Linked DNA regions of Xenopus laevis: region 1 is linked to region 2. A link is a contact called in public Hi-C data. All regions are on one chromosome and are shown on one strand. Each heading gives the region's core, a stretch centred on a gene start, on an enhancer-like site or on the middle of the called end of the contact. The rest is flanking DNA. Distances are from core to core; before and after follow the strand shown. Region 1 holds the start of hoxd8.L (homeobox D8 L homeolog). Region 2 overlaps agps.L (alkylglycerone phosphate synthase L homeolog).

Evidence for each region. Hi-C and Micro-C count contacts between places; a contact is called where the count stands out from the background.
Region 1: a contact with region 2 is called in a Hi-C map of the XTC cell line, with 5 times the contacts expected there. The contact joins the promoter of hoxd8.L here to the enhancer-like site in region 2. A contact is called at or near these places in 2 of 4 Hi-C or Micro-C datasets (the XL177 cell line and the XTC cell line).

Annotation. Positions count from the first base shown.
Region 1 is chr9_10L:78,529,410-78,532,406 of Xenopus_laevis_v10.1, reverse strand. hoxd8.L (homeobox D8 L homeolog) reads left to right here and starts at 1,339. Exons shown (of 2, transcript NM_001089872.1): 1 at 1,339-1,784. The coding sequence starts at 1,376.
Region 2 is chr9_10L:77,840,917-77,844,277 of Xenopus_laevis_v10.1, reverse strand. It overlaps agps.L (alkylglycerone phosphate synthase L homeolog), which reads left to right. Exons shown (of 20, transcript NM_001093104.1): 2 at 1,131-1,220. Among protein-coding and RNA genes, the nearest start is that of agps.L, 28 kb to the left of the region's middle. Within about 2 kb of position 2,022, at least 2 of the 7 cell types and tissues checked have an H3K27ac peak or open chromatin away from gene starts, as enhancers often do.

The DNA of each region.
Region 1 (2,997 bases), core at 90-2,589, 690 kb before region 2:
ATCGAAATGTATAAATAGTTGAAGAGCAATGCTAGCATGCAAAAAGTTCCTGAGGGTTGTCAAATAAGGACTGTGATTGGCTATCTAGTAGCCCTGGAGGCTCTGTTTGTCAGTACACCTGGTTTTTATGCAACTAAAACTTGCCTCCAAGTCAGGAATTCAAAAATAAGCACCTTATTTCAGGCCACTGGGAGCAAAATACAAGAGGTTGGTGAGCAACATATTATTCTGGAGCCACAGGTTGGGGATCATTGGTCTAATTAAACAGGTCTGAGCCTCTCAGCAAATATTTTACAGGGCCTGCGCCATTCCTCAAAACAGTGAAGATTATTTGTTTCACAGACATATAGAAATTGGATCTCCATCAGGACCCCAAATGAAACCCCCAAAAGCCTCTGGACTGCCTATTTAAATATTTTTTAAAAATACCTGATTTCATTGCATGTAATCTGATTAATACTTGCAATTATTTTTCTTTAGCAAATATCTTGTATTTTCATAAAATGACATGTTTAGGCCTATAGCACATGTTGAATTATGTTACTTTTACACTCTTGGGAAGTCCTGGGTTCTATTGCACATACTTTAAATATATGAGAAATGTTTTTCCTATAGAAGTCAGGTGAAGATCCCTGGTACCTGTTATAGATGCAGTTCAATAGGGAAGGGGGCTTTGACCTCTCTGGTTCCCCTAGTGGTCGGAGTACTGCCTTTGACATGCTGAGGTTTTGTTTCCTTTGCTTTGCCAAGTTTTCTTATTTCAGTCACTATAACAATTAATCTCAGAATTGGATCTGGGACCACAGTGGTCTGAAATGTCTGTTATATATATATGCACAGGATGTCAGACATAAAGTACAAGAGGGGTGGGGAGGGGGTGCATGTGTGTGTCTTAGCAGTTACTTTTATTTCTCAGATGTACAGTGTTTGTACAGATAAAATCAAGGATAGAAAAGGAGATGGCTATATACAAGCACACAGACCTGCACCAGGCGTTGGAGAAACATATTATTATATTACTAAACACATAGGATTCTGGGGCTCAGCACTAGCAATAAGGCGCATTAACGCCGCTTTGAATCTGTGCTCGGTTAATGCGCGAGTATCCCTCCGCCAGCTCTGTGGCCCCAGTCCCTGCGCTTCCTGGTATGTGGAGCACATTCCCACCCCCCGTGGGTCCTTGTGGTGCCTGAGGAGAAGTAATTGGAAAGTGCGGCCAGAGAGGGAGAGAAGTAGATGGGCGCAGTGTGCCTAATAGGAAATGGTGAGGGCAGTGAGGCAAGTCATTATTCCATAGCGCTCAGCAGGATGAGCAGCAGTGGGACTGGCGGTGTTGCTGGGCTCTAGTCACTCACTCGCTGCTGCTCCAGCCCACATGAGTTCCTACTTTGTCAGTCCCATGTATCCCAAATACAAAGACGCCATAAATCCAGCTTTCTACGAGTGTCCCTATGGGCAGGAGGTTGGCAGCAGCAGCAGCAGGGCCCCGTTGGTATATAGCAGCAGCAGCAGCGCCCCTCAGGACTACTACCACCACCACCCCGGGACCCTCCCGAGTCCAGGCTACCAGCCGGCACCCTGTGGGATTACTTGCCACGGTGACCCCTCTAAGCTTTATGGCTACGATCATTTCCAGAGGCAGCACATTTTTACGACCCATCAAGAGTCTGAGCCGGTCCAATATCCTGACTGTAAATCGCCCTGTGCGAGTGTTGGAGCGGATCCAGAGCACTTACATCAGAACTCGCCTGCGTCTCACATGTTCCCCTGGATGAGAGCACAAGGTGGGCGCAACGTGGGCTGTGGGACTGGGCATCTCCTGCACACACTGTGTACATGTCAGGGCAGCTCTCTGCTTTTTTTATACACACACACACATATACTACTTCATGCATGTGCAACATAACTCTGCCTCTCTCTCTCATCTACTCACACATTACACCCATAGTACACGCCAGAAGTACTCACCACTCTCCTTCACTTTACACATTAGTGTACACAACTCTCACCTTACAATCCGTGCAAACTGCACATACACGCAGCTCTGTCTTACACACTCATCTTCCTCTCACCCGCCCACACAGACACACACAATGTACATGTCATGCTAGGTGTACACATCACTTACATTACACCCAGTATACACACACAGCACTCTCTTTGTTTCTCCCTCTTACACACAGAGGACTTCTACAACATACTTACTGTACACAACACTGTCACACAAGTATATTGCATTTATTACACGTTAGGCATTCAGAACATTCTTAACCATGAATACATTCGTTGTGTGTGCTTAGTACTACCAGGTGTACTGTTGTACTTTGCTCATTCTGTCACTGTGTATATAGTATAGTTATCCCAGTGATTCACACAGCCCTCGCACACTAAACTCAGGTACATACAACTTAAACACACGTACAACTAGTGCCCACAATACATGAGTTCATCAGGGTACAAACATTCCCACAACCATGCTGCACATTTAGTTCATTCAGACACTGCATCAAATGTTTGGAATATGCATAGAATACAGTATACGGGTGTTTACAGCGCCTATATGTTATATATATGTGTGCACACAGCATTTGTACACACTCATTGAAACACACAAGCTAACACAAACACGAATACACTAAATTCATCTTTCGCTACAGATAAACGTATTTATGTGGGTATATGTGTATATACACAGAAATCACTAGTGATCAATATACTCCACATTTCAACACAAATACACAGGGCACAGTTGTGCTTGTATTCATGTATATGTTTTAATTAAAGAAGTAACAGGAGTCAGTACACAGAAGCTAAGGATGAGGCCCTTAGTACACAGGAGGTACACGCCATCCCAGTCCAAACTCCCCTTATAAAGTCTATGAGGGAAGGCAAAACATAGAAATAAGGAGCAAAGAGCACATCCCACTGTACTCACACAGTACACGTAGTAGTAAACGCGCAGGATCTGAGTGTCTCTCTCTCTGTTTGTTTTGCTCA
Region 2 (3,361 bases), core at 773-3,272:
AGGGTTAATACTGCTGTCTCGCACTCAAAGATCAGATGTCAGCAGGGAGCGTAAGGATTGTTTGTTGGTTTGTTTTGTTTACAAGCTCTGAAACTTTCCTATCCAAACTGAAGAAAACATGGAATTGTTTGTAACGAACCATAAAATACCCCTGGGGGGCAAATGTGCTCAGGCTCATCTCCAAGACTAGATTCACCAGGTGCCCAAGATAATATTTCTCCAGTAATCATGTTCACTGGGTCCTGAACACAAACTCTTATTTGATAAATACAACTACCAGCGCCAAAAGGAACAAATCCTTCCCGTTCTGTTAAAGAAGCCCTTGTTCTAGAAGGAATCCAGCAGTGTGCTGCCAGCATTCTTTTCTTCTGTGCACATTATTCAGCAGAACCCCATGTGGGCCAAGGCATCGTCCTATTGTGTTTCCATTGGTTCTGGGACAAAGAAATAATTCCATTATTAAGTTAAAGGTTTGTTGACTGTAACAACAGCAGAGAACAGTTCAGTTACGATATGTGATAAAGGGAAAATAAACCACCCTAGACATGAGCTCATTCAGCCTGCATAAATGAACATTGTTTGAAAACTAAAGACATATATTTTTCCATAGAGATACAGGACTTCTCAGATTGAGAGGACACAGGGAGGGGTGGTGGTACAATATTTTTTAATAATACACAAAAGCCATGAATATCTTGTAAATTATATCCTTATAAACGGTGAGTTCTGATGTCATCAGTTATAAACGGTGAGTTCTGATGTCATTTCTGTCACATGACTCACAGAAATTTGTGTATTATAATTAATAAAGTACCCCCGGTTGTAAAATATGAGGATATTAGAAGTTACCTCGGAGTTCCATGACCTTCGGCCTCGTGTTTTTATATGGTCATGAAACTCCTCGGTAACTTATAATATCCTTATATTTTACAAGAGGGGGTACTTTATTCACTATATAATGCACACATTTCTATGAGTCATGTGACACAAATGACATCACTAAGCACCAATTATAACTAATGCCATTAGTAAGCACCATTAATAAGGATATCATTTACTGTAACGTATTGTGACACAACCAATGAGAGTGTCCTGCTTGACTCTTACATTTTGATTTTGAATTTTTACAGGCAAGAAGTCCTGAAGTGGAATGGATGGGGATATAATGATTCCAAATTCACTTTCAATAAAAAGGGGCAAGCTGAATTCACTGGCAAAAGGTAAGACTGCAAATTTATGTGGCACTGTTTCAGTCTGATAAAATGCTTATTTTTCATTATCACTATCAACAGAGTGTGCTGATCCTATATATATATATATATATCCTATATATATATTTCCCAATAAGGGTTAAACTTCTCAGGAGATTTTGTGGGATGGTGTTGCCTTGACAAATGCATATCATATGTAGTTGCATGGGTCAGAGTATAATGGGACTGATACAAAAACCTGATGTGTAAACTGCATTGGAAATTTTCCATCTGTCACGACAAAACTGTTGCATGAGAGATGCTGCTTCTTCATCCGACAAGATAAAATCTGATGGTGTCTGACCGACTTTATTTTTCCATTGAAATACATAGAATGTTGGATGTAGATGCATGAACAAATTATTCCCACCAACTTATCTGGTTCGACTTTACATTCTAGTTATAGGTGGATCAGATCTCATAGAATCCCACAAGTCTTGTGCTGTTGCATGACAAAATCAAATAAAATCTGACCCATAAATTCTGATCATAACCTCCTGTCTAGTTTTACCCTAAGGTTCAAAACATGGAGTTGAATTCTCATTTAATGGCTGCTAACTAGCATAACATTTATATTCTCTGCCAGAAGGTGGTGCTGTGGTACAATAAAGATAGCTGTGTGAATGGGGAACCTACAAATGGTTAATTAAAGAAGGTGGCGCTATGGAAATTCAACAGATGATGTCATGTTTTTTCCTTATCCAATGGTGTTAACAGTTTTTTCATAAATCACTCCCACTGTCCAATAGCCTTGTAGTCCTCAAATCTCAGCCCACCGATCCTTCAGCCTATCCGAACTTCCATGCAGCTTTGGTGCCGCCCCAGGGGTGTAAGCTGAAGTATGGAGCCTTTGGAAGCAGCTGTGAATTGTATAAGAGAAGCCAGTTCTAAATTCAATATAACCCCAGCAGATGTCAGAGTATTCTGCAAAACCACACACACAGCATTGCACACTCTGGTCTGTTGCAAAGGAAAAAACATTTATTTGTGAACCAATGTTTCTCAGACCGTTATCAAATTCAAAACGTTGGTTCACATAAAAACGTGTTTTTTTGTAATAGCACAATTCCTTAGTCGTGTGTGTGTGTGTGTGTGTGTGTGTGTGTGTGTGTGTAAATCTGGACAAGGTTAACCTGTGGTGCTTGTCTTTCAGCAGTATCCCACCAGCAACTGGCTGGATAGTTAAGCGTTATAGTTCAGCAACATCCTCAGAGCTGCTGGTTGCACATACATAAAATTCAATATAGCAACATGCCATGGGACAGAAAGGCTTGGGTCGCATACATGTATATGTATTTATCAAGGGCTGGTATAGCCAGAAACGTTGTCTTGCTAGTGGCACGAATAAAAGTTTGAATCACTGATCGGAGTGCTGCTGGAATTAACCTGTGCAGAGAGGAATACAGCTTGCGCCCAACGCTCCAAACAGTGCATTAGTGTAATTGTGGCATTTCCTTTTGCTAAAAACCATTTAAACATTTAATAAAACCAACAGGATTATTTTGTCACCTATGTGGATTCGTGCAGCTTAGTTACATCATGTGCACGGTACTGGTTCATTGTTCAAAGGAAATAATTTTTAAAAAACTAGAATTATTTATTTTAAATGGACTTTATGGGAATTGGCCCGTTATTAGGAGATTTCTGGATAATGGTTTTTCCAGATAAGGTATCCCATACCTGTAACTATATGACCAATATCCCCAATTTACATACAGCAAGAGTAAATAGAAATATTCTGTAAATTCTTTCAGCATTTCCTAATTTTGTAACCATTTATCAGTTTTACAGTAGATATGTTATCTCTTAAAGGTACTTCTATTACCTTCTGGTGATTCTCAACCCTGCTGGCAAACCCACTTTACCAGAGATTGGAGAAATAGACCAAAAGCTCTGTTTATTTGTTTGTCAGTTTTCCCACTTTATTTTTCTATTTCTGTTTGTGGAAATAGTCTTGTGTTTGTGCAAAAGAAGCCTGTATATGTGCTTTTAACCACAGAAACAACTGTGAGCTATTATTTTCTGCATAGTCCCCCCCTCTGCTTCCGGACATAATGCAGCCTTTGTCCAGAAGTGCACCATGCTTAAAAGTAACTGGAAACGGCAAGTAA